Regions from separate parts of the Sus scrofa genome. Here region 2 is linked to region 1. The links are chromatin contacts, called in public Hi-C maps. All regions are on one chromosome and are shown on one strand. The core of a region is the stretch at or near the end of the contact, and the rest is flanking DNA. Distances in the headings are between cores, read along the strand shown. Region 1 holds the start of LYRM9 (LYR motif-containing protein 9). Region 2 holds the start of NLK (serine/threonine-protein kinase NLK).

Region 1 (5,120 bases), core at 1,562-4,061:
CACCCTGTGTTCTGGCAGGATTTGAGACATGCAATCACACCCTGGTAAATAGCAACTTTGCATATTTTGAATAGAAGAGAACCCCGTAGTACCACTCATTCTGTTCCCTGGGAAATGTGAGATCATGGGGAACGAGAACCAGGGCAGACCCAGGGTCCTAAGTGTTTTCTTCCAAGTGTTTATTATGCGTATTGAATCTATGGTACGGTGATGAATTAATTTGAATTATTTACATGGTCAGCCTTTGAGACAATACCCTGATTTAATCAGAGGATGCAAATGTATCATGTCTCTTTGAGATCAACAACAGCTTCAAACTGGAAGAAGCTTCAGGACTTGTAACTTGTCCCACAGACACGGTGGCAAGCCTGCAGGTGTCAAGTTAAATGACATATGGTCAGAACTGGAGAACACCTAAGTGTGTTTCTTAGGAAAGCTGACAGACTCCCCTGGAAGAACATGGCCCCTGGACAGCCAACTCTTGGGTGACAAATTTCTCAAGTAAGAAGAATTTCACACACGGCAGAAATTGACAGAGCATTGTAAATCAACTATAATAAAAAAAGTTTTTTAAAAGAAGACTTTCAGTTCCATTCATCTGTAAACGTGGTGCCTCGTCTGACAGGAGGACCTACTAAAATGTCCGTGTAAACAAAAATGACGCGGTGAGAATGGCTGGGTTTCCGTTCCATTGTGGGCCTGGTATCATTTTACTGAACGTTTGGACTAGTGAGAGTTCTTTAAAGAACCTAAGGTTGCTGTCAAGTTATTACAAGAATTATGATCCAATTAGTTAAAAATCTAGGTTTCTATGATGACTGGGGAAAAAAATTGGAAATTGTTATCCAAGCCTGCCCTACGTTGGTTTTCTTTTCCCCCCCTTGGTGTTCGGCTGCTTGTACGGGATGTTTGCAAAAGGTAAAATCTTGTGTGTTTGTAAAGACAGACGAGGCATCAATGCATTTGAAGGTGGAGTCTTTCTGAGGTAAAGTGAACAGCTTGCTTCTTGAATATTTTATGAGATCTAGGTATTAGAACAATGTTGTTGATGCAGGAACACAGGGATCTAGGAACAAAAGGGAGATAGGGCCAAAGAACAGACTGTAATAATTTCTTCAAAATATGAAGTGATCCTAAGGCTGAAAACAGGAATGGATGGTGATCCGGCAGGTTTTTCCTAATAAGGGCTCTATAACAGCTTCATTATTTATCCACTGGATCTAAGGTAATGATGCGCCCCTGTCCACGCGTGTGTCAACAAGAGGGCTGATTTATGAGGGTACAATAGTACCTTTCAGATTTATTTGGCCCAAGTCATATTGAAAATAAATTGAAGGGTTGCAGCTTTTGTTTGAATATTTCAGGGGAAGAACCCCCACCTGGTTTGGAGGAAGGCTGGTGTGTTAGGTGAAGAGGGCAAAGGAAGGAAGGGAGGGAGGAAGGGAAGAAGTGGGAAGAAAGAGAAAGAAAAGAAGGAAGAAAGAGAGAAAAGGAAGAGGCAGATGGAAAGAGAGGAAGGAGGGGAGTTCCCATCATGGCACAGAGGAAATGAATCTGACTGGGAACCATGAGGTTGAGGGTTCCATCCCTGGACTTGCTCAGTGGCTTAAGGATCTGGCCTTGCCGTGAGCTGTGGTGTAGGTTGCAGATGCAGCTCGGATCCCGAGTTGCTGTGGCTGTGGTGTAGGCTGGCAGCAGTAGCTCCGATTGGACCTCCATATGCTGGGAACCTCCATATGCTGTGGGTGCAGTCCTAAAAAAAAAAGCCAAAAAAAAAAAAAGAGAGAGAGAGGAAGGAGGGGGGGGAGGGTCAGAGGAAGGAAGGAAACTCTAAAGGATATTAGGAAAAAAAAAAAGAGAGAACCCTTAAGAAACTCCTTTTGTTAAGAAATATCCCCTCCTTCTCTTATCCTGAAGGGAGAAGAGTAGATTCCCAGGTTCCAACAGGAAGCAATGCATTCCTTAGAAAGAAGAGAAGAAGGAAAAAAGAAAACAAGGAAAAACAGAAAGTTCTTGTTAAACCAGCTACACATGGAGTCTGTGTAAGGAAATCAGCCTTTTCATTATAAACAGGTTAAAAAAGCCCTAGAGAAGAGAGAAGTGAACAGAAGCAGTATTATCCACTAACAACCTAACTCCCTTTTAGCATCAGCTGAGAGATCAGCAGCATCATTGAACAGGGGGTTTGTCTTAAGATAAAGACTCATCTTTATTTCTTTCACGATATAAAACTTGTATTTAAATCAATTCAGAGAAGCACTTTAGCTCTAAACATTAGAGAGCGGGGAGAGCCTATTTAATAAAACAGCATTATTCCATTTTCAAAGAATGATACTGGCAGTAGCTGTGAGTTTAAATTCTGTATTCTTTCCCTCAATTATAATTATACACGGGTCTGAAAGGAAGCATGCCTATTACTGTCATATTTATTCTTTTGACAGGTGTTATGGGGCTGTAATTTGACGAAATGACTCAAAATGCAGATTCCCATCCAAATATAATTCCTGTCATCAACACGAGTGGTTTAGAAGCCGTCCTCCTGCAAGGCTTTGCACAGATCTTCAACACCCCTCATATTTTAGCAGCAGTTCATATTCAGGAAAATGGGGAGAGCCTGCCTTCAGGGCTTATCTCTGGTAGCAAATGCCAAAAGGAAGAGTGGGTGTTCAAGGCAAAGAAGCTTGTTAGTGGGACAGTTTTTTGTTTTGCTTTTTTTTTCAACAGGGTGGGCTTGGATTGGGCATGGGGCATCCAGCACGGGTCCTTCATCAAGTATCTCGCGCGGCCGGTAGAGGGCGCTCAGCGCACAGTGGCCGGGGGTGGGCGGTGCTTCGGCTGTCCCGGGCGCAGGCGCACTCATAGCCGCCGCGTCCGCCGCGTCCCAGGCTGAGGTTTCCCGGTGGAGGCGGGTGAGCCGCGCGGCGCCGGCGGAGGGCGGGAGCGAGGGCGTCCGCGCGGGGGCTGGAGTCCCCTGGGCTGCGGGGAAAGGTTGGGGATGGGAGCTTCGGGCGTCCTCGGCCTGGTGCGGCCTGTGGAAGTCCTAGCGCCGCTCCCTTTGTCTCCCCGAGCGTCTCATTCCTGGGGAGGGCCGTGTTCTCCGGAGCGCGGCTCCTGGACGCGCCGCAGGCCTCGCGGGGGCGGCTCGGAGGAGCGAGGAGGCCCCAGGACGCGGCGGCGCGGGGTGGCGTGGGGCGTCGGGGCGCGGGGCGGGCGGGGGGGGTGGGGGAAGCACGGGAAGCCCAGGGACGTTCCCGTCCCGCAGGCGCCTCCGCGAGGGCTTCGCTTTGCCCGTTTTTCAAAGCAGACATGGGCCTCCATGGCCCGTGTGTCCGCAGCACCCGGTGAGCGCGCTTACCTGGAGTCACCTTCACGTTTTGATTTACCCTCTGCCCAGCAGATCAGGTCACTCCGTGGCTGAAACCCCTAAGACCTTAGGACTAACCTTTCTTTTGATTTGTTTTTACACAGCATACGATTCACCCGCTTAAAGTGCACAATTCACTGCCTTCCAGTGTAGTCACAGGATTCAGGCTGCACTCTCTGCCTTCACTACCCCTTTCACCTTCACCCAACCAAGGGCTACTCCTTCAGACCTCAGATTTTTTTTTTTTTTTATTGTCTTTTTAGGGCCGCACCCTTGGCATATAGAGGTTCCCAGGCTAGGGGTCTATTCAGAGCTGCAGCCGCTGGCCTACTGGCCTATGCCAGAGCCACAGCAAGGCCGGATCTGAGCCGCCTCTGCGACCTACACCACAGCTCACCGGTTGAGCGAGGCCAGGGATCAAACCCTCAACCTTATGATTCCTTTTGCGATTCGTTTCTGCTGCGCTAGGAGGGGAACTCCCAGACCTAGATTTGATGTCTCTTTTTCCAGAAACCTTCTCTGACCCTTGCATGGGTGAGGCCCTCTGGGACCTGAATTCCACTTGCAGTATTTAGTTATAATTGAATACTTAGTTTTTATTATCGTCTGTTAATGCGTTCTGTGGGGTCAGAAGTTGTCTCCTTTGTTTCTGTGACTTCAGCATCTAGCACCTTGTTGGCGTCAGTGACTGTTCAAAACACGCGTGTCTTTTGTGTCAGACACACTATTAGGGGTGCAGCCAGGAGCAAGGTAAATAAACTCCCTGTTGTTAGGGAGCTGACATTCCAGTGGGGGAAGGAATACAGAGATATATATATATATATATATATATATGTCGTGGTGAAAAATGCCATGAGGGAAAAGAGAAGGAACCCTAGGGTGGACAGAGAAGACTTAAGTGAGACTCAGATAAGGGGCTGGGGAGACGTGTGGGTGCCCGGAGAGTGGCTGAACATGTGAGGACCAGCTGGGAGGCCAGAGGGAGGGGGAGCATGAGAGGAAAAGGGTAAACTGGGAGCTTTCAGCTCCAGGATTCTCTAGACAAGCCCTGAGTGTGTGTAGAAAGAACTTGAGCTAGGAAGGGAGATGTCCCGCTGTGGCTCTTAATCTAGTTCAGAGTGACCTTGAACCTCAGATTGCTTCTTCTGTGAGGTGGAAGCAACAGGGTTGGAGATTGAGTAGCCCCTAGGAAGTACCCAGCCGGTACAACACATCAGTTCCCTTCTTTTGCCCTGGAACAGAGTGTTGCCATGGCCCTGGCGGGGGAGATGGAGGCAGGGAGGCCATTGGTACAAAGCAGTCTAATGTCATTGGGTTCAGTTCAGTCTGCGACCTCTGTGTTTGCCTTTTGTATGATTTTCCTGGTCTGCGTTGGCTGGAATAGCTCACCAGGTTCGCTTCACCCTGGTAAAGGCTCAGGTTGGTTTGGGCTGACGGATATATGTCCAGGATCCTTTGAGACAGAAGGTGTGGTAGAGAGAGCCGAAGAGTCCAAGCCTAAGGACCTGAGTTTGAGACCTGGCTCTGCCACCTGCTGGCTTTGTGACTCAGGCCAGTCCCCTTTCCTCCCAATCTGAGTTGCCTTCCGGTAAGTGGGACTCAGTGCATGTTTATTGAGCCTCTATTATGTTCTGGGCACTGTTAAGTGTGGAGGGGTGACTAATACGGCAGAGTCCCTGTCCTGCGGAAGGTAACACAGATAACCGGGTAGAGAAGGAGAGGGTGAGACATCCAGGCACCTAACACGTGCCAGCCC
Region 2 (5,120 bases), core at 680-3,179, 110 kb before region 1:
CCGTGGCTTGCTTAGGTTCTACACAATAAGTTTGGTAGACAACAAACTTATGTGTGTTACTCAACAGAGGGTGCTCCACCAAAGTTGGCCACGACTCAAAGGCCTAAGCCTACACAGCCAATGCATTAGGCCTCTTTACCAGGTGTGGAAGGGTGGCTTCCTACAGCTGAGCTGCGGAACAACCCAAGAAGCTTGTTCTACTTGGGTCAACACCGAGAAGAAAACCAGGAGAAAGGCCTTGCCCAACGACAGCTGGGAGAAGAAACCCGAAGTTGCGGTTTTCTTGGGATACTCACCAGACGACACCAAAGGCTCCATATCCAATAGGTCTATCCGGCTCAATATCCAGCTGCTGTTGTGGATGATGCGAGTGCTGATGATGGTGCGCCTTAACTGTGGCAGCTGCGGCAGCCTGTACCTGAGCTGGGGCTGCTGCAGCTGGTCCAGGAGCCTGACCCGGTGCCGGTGATGGGAAATATGGCTGTTGTTGCCCAGGGTTTAACATGGCTGCAGCTGCGGCCGCTGCTGCGGCTGCCGCAGCTGCCGACGAGGTATGCTGCTGTACGGGGTGGACAGCAGCAGCCGACCCGGGATGAAGATGGTGCTGAGGGTGGTGGTGGTGGTGAAGGTGAGGAGGAGGGAGGTGTGGAAGGTGGTGGTGATGGTGGTGGTGGTGCCCTGCTGCTGCCGCAGATGTACCGCCATTGTAAGCCGCCATCATTTTTGCGTTGGCTCTTGCGCCACAAAGAGACATTCAAAAAAAAAATGCCCTTTGATTGGAAAGCAAACTGGGTCAAGCTGTCATTTGGCCATTTAAAAATGAAGAAAAGAACCCACTCACTCCACCTCCAAAAACATGGAGCGGAACTGGCTTTATGTCTTCATCAGTCAATCCAGACAAGTGAGCGGATCGTGGTGTTCAATTTGGGGGTGAGAGTGTGTGGAAGAGTGTGGGTTGCCCCCAAAAAAAATAAAAAAGAAAAAAGAAAAAGAAAAGAAAAAGGGAAAAGGGACCCCTTCCCCCCAGGTTTCCTGCCACAAGTGGGTACTAAAACTCCATCCTTAACTCGGGGGAGGTTCCAACTTTGACTGTGGGAATAAAGGCCAAACCTCCCGACCCCCCGAACTCCACACACGAAAAGGATCAGGTAACACACCACCCTTGGAATCCTGTAAGAGGCTTGACTCATCTACCCCTTCCATTCCCACATCCTTTTCTAAACACCTACCACCTCCTCAAAAATGCAACTGAAAAAAATTCCAACCACCCCAAAGTGAAAGGATGGGGGGAAATGTTCAGGGAAACCAGCTTTCCCCCTCGAACTCTCAGGCCTTCCTACATCTCCCCCTACTCCTCGTCAGGCTGACCTGACTGGAGGGGAGGGGGGGGGCTACTAAACTTTCCCGAACAGAAAAGAGCCAGGGAAGGAGGCAGGAGGGACCGAGTGAGCAGAGGAGGCGACAGGGCAGGACTGAGAGGAGAAAGAGAACCGGGGCAAAGTGAAGGTAAGGAGGTGCGGGGAGGAATGAAAGAGAGGTGGGCAGCACTCGGACGCCCAGACAGAGGGAACCGCCCCGGGAGGAGGTTGGGGTCCTGGGGCCAAAGAATGGGAGCCCCGGGAGGCGGGCGGGGTGCAGTCGGAAGCGGGCTGACTCCTGCCCCCGCCGCCGGCTGCTTCTGCTGAGGAGGGTTGGGGGGGAGAGCGGGTGGGTCCCCCCGCGCGACGGCCCCCGTAGGGCTCAAGGCTGCTCCGTCTCCCCCCCTCCCCCCCACCCGGCTTCGGTCCCGCGGCCGCTTTCTCCTTAGCCGCCACCGCCGCTTTCTCCTCTGCCGCCGCCTCCTCAGCCGCTGGTGCCGCCGCGGCCGGACTCACCTCCCCTAGCAAAGCCGGATAGAGCGGAGCCAGCGGCGGACACGCGCAACCAGCCGCCGAGGCCCCGCCCCCGCCTCACACTGACCGGCTGCCCTAGCCAATCCACGCCCACCTGTCCGCATCCGCCTCCAATCCTGGGCCGGGAGATTCAGACAGGCGCACTGCTCGGCCAGTGGCGACAAGGTGTGGGTCTCCTGGGGAAATCCCGCCCCGACCTGGGATGGGCAGATCGAAAGACCAATCAAAAGGAAGAGTTTAGCCTGACCGACAAGGCCAAAAGCGAATTAAACACCAAAGATCTCCGTGACATTTTCTTTCGCCTCTCTCCTCTTTTCTTTTTCTTCTTTTATTTTTTTGGCAGGAGCAGGAAGCTGCGTGCTAATCCCGCCTGCCAAAGCTGATGGAATGAAAGAACCAATCGTGAACCGGGGACCAAGAACAGAGCAACCAATCCTTGGCTTGGAGAGGAAGTGGGTTGAGACTGGGGCCAGATAGACACTTGATATGACAAATGAAAAAAAAAATTGCTCTCGGTCCCACCCTTCAGGTCTCCTATAGGTCAGGATTGTGGAGAATTCGCTGTCATATCAGCGACGACCTCCTCAGGGGGCGTGGCAAGATGAAAATGGGTGTGGTCTAAAGAAAGGGGCGGGACCTAGTCGAAGAAGGCGGAGTCCAAATCGTCTCTGGTCCATTGATAGCAGCCCTCTACTATCCCTTTTAAAGAAATCAGGTGTGGAGAAATAGGGGGAGCAAAAGGGGATGTCGAGCTTGTTAGGAAACTCAACCAAAGTTACTCAACAAGACAGGCACAAAAGAAATTCAGTAGACTGACAGTTCATATCCAGTAGCTGGTTCTCCATGTCTCATCCTCATAGCGGCAAAAAGACATGTTATTTCTAGTTTTCAGGAATATACGCTCATTGAACTATAGGCTATTGATACAAATTAAAACAAAAATGATTACCCACAAAGACTAATTTCTCCCATATTTTCTAAGTCAATGAGTTCTAGCTATTGAAATCTTAACTAAAATAACATCTTTCACTTTCACAAAATTTACTTACCTGAATTTACCTTTCTTTAAAAATATGAAATAATACGCATACAGAATCTTACCCTTACTAAAACTGTGCACTCAGAACCCCGGAGATTGTCTTTGATTTTTTTTTTTTTTTTTTTTTTTTTTTGTCTTTTGCCATTTCTTGGGCCGCTCTTGTGGCATATGGAGGTTCCCAGGCTAGGGGTCTAATCGGAGCCGTAGCTACCGGCCTACACCAGAGCCACAGCAACGCGGGATGGGAGCTGTGTCTGCAACCTTACACCACAGCTCAAGGCAACACCAGATCCTTAATCCACTGAGCAAGGCCAGGGATTGAACCCACAGCCTCATGGTTCCTAGTCGGGTTCGTTAACCACTGAACCATGACGGGAACTCCCTCTTTTCTTTTTTCTAAATGTCTGCACCTGCAGTATGTGGAAGTTCCCAGGCTAGGGATCGAATGGGAGCTAAAGCCGCTGGCCTATGCCACAGCCACAGCAACATGGGATCTGAGCAGCATGTGCAACCTACACCACAGCTCACAGCAACGCCAGATCCTTAACCCACTGACAGAGGCCAGGAATCAAACTGGCATCCTCAAGGATACTAGTCAGATTCGATTCCGCTGTGCCACAACAGGAACTCCTCCTTCCCTTCTAATCAATCAAATCTTAAGGGCTTTTGAACACTTATAAACCCACACACACCCTTCTCTCCAGTCACCATGGTATTACCCAAATGTATGCCATTAGCATCTTTAATTAAGGCATCTCCCTGCCTACAGGCTAGCTCTCCTCTAATCCATCTACTGAAAGCACTACAATCTTTTAAAAATACAGGTCTGACGATACTCTTACCCTTGAAAAAAAGTCATTAAGTCTAAATAGCCCAGCTGGATCTGGTTCCCCCGCCTTCCTAATCTCTCACCTCTACCTCCTATACTTCAAGCATTCTGTGTTTCTTTCAGTTCCTCAAATGGTTTGTTGCTTCCAAAACTTCACGGGTGTATTCGGCTCCAAATACTCGCTGCTCCACTCCTCTAACTTATGGTTCAGGTCTTCACCTACCTTTCTTTCTTTCTTTCTTTTCTTTCCTGGAAAGCTTTCCTTAACCCTGTTGTAGAGCATGTGCCTCTGCTATTTATCTCCATGGCACTGCCTCCCGCATAGCACTGAGAACTCTGTATTTTAATTGTTTGCTAAGTTTAACACGTCTGAAACTCGTCTGTCTCACTCAGTGTTGTATACCCAGTTCCTTGGACAGTGTCTAAAAGGTGAAGGCAATAAAGAGTTGCATCCGTTTCTGAGAGCTGGGGAAGTGGGTACCAACCCAAGCTCTGCGGTTCACGAGCTGTATGACTTAGGTGATTTAACTAAGTCATCCGTTGTCTGCGGAGACTATGAGACTTTTCTGAGTCTCAGTTGCCTCAACTGAAAATGAAGGTAATAATATATGCCTCATCGAGTGGATAAGGTGTGCACACTCCAAGTGGTACGTAAAGTGAGCCCTGGGGCTTCGGAAAAAAAGTCGTACAACTTCTATTTCTGCTTGTTTTTAATTTCGTCTTTTTTAAGATGTCCATTTTTGTGTTTTATAATGTGCATGATACACAGAGTAGTACACACATGTTATTTACCAAAAAAATTAAAATATGTAAATTGGGGATTTATGCTCCAAAATTTTATCCAAAAAAATTGGGAAATCATCGGTTTAGTGATTAATGTCTGTGATCCAGATCAGCTCTGTTCGATAGAAATATAATGAGAGTAATATCAGAAATATTGTGTTCTATTAGTCCCACTGAAAAGTTAAAAGAAACACATAGAATTATTTTGACAGCTAACATGTCCAAAATTTGTCATTTTAAACATATGATCAATGTGAAAGAAAGGTTGTGTATGTATGTATATATATAGGTACTAAGTCTCTAAAATCCGGTGTGTATTTTGCATTTACAGCACATCTCAATTGAAATAAAATTTCGATTTCCTCTGTTCTACTAGTGACATTTCAAGTGCTTGATGGCCTCCTATGGGTAGTGGCTATCATATTAGACAGCACAGATCTAGATCATGAGTTTGAATCTTTGCGTTGCCCCTTACTAGCTGTATAATCTTGGGCGAGTTCCTTAACCTGTCTTAGTCTGAATTTCCTTGTCCATAAAGTAGAGAGGAACCTGACTTCTCCAATTGTTGTGATGATTC

The links. Hi-C and Micro-C count contacts between places; a contact is called where the count stands out from the background.
Region 2: a contact with region 1 is called in a Hi-C map of liver, with 2.7 times the contacts expected there. The contact joins the promoter of NLK here to the promoter of LYRM9 in region 1. A contact is called at or near these places in 3 of 47 Hi-C or Micro-C datasets (epiblast stem cells, heart right ventricle and liver).

What each region holds. Positions count from the first base shown.
Region 1 is chr12:44,287,378-44,292,497 of Sscrofa11.1, reverse strand. LYRM9 (LYR motif-containing protein 9) reads left to right here and starts at 2,811. Exons shown (of 4, transcript XM_003358165.4): 1 at 2,811-2,909.
Region 2 is chr12:44,399,799-44,404,918 of Sscrofa11.1, reverse strand. NLK (serine/threonine-protein kinase NLK) reads right to left here and starts at 1,929. Exons shown (of 11, transcript XM_021067474.1): 1 at 297-1,929. The coding sequence starts at 754.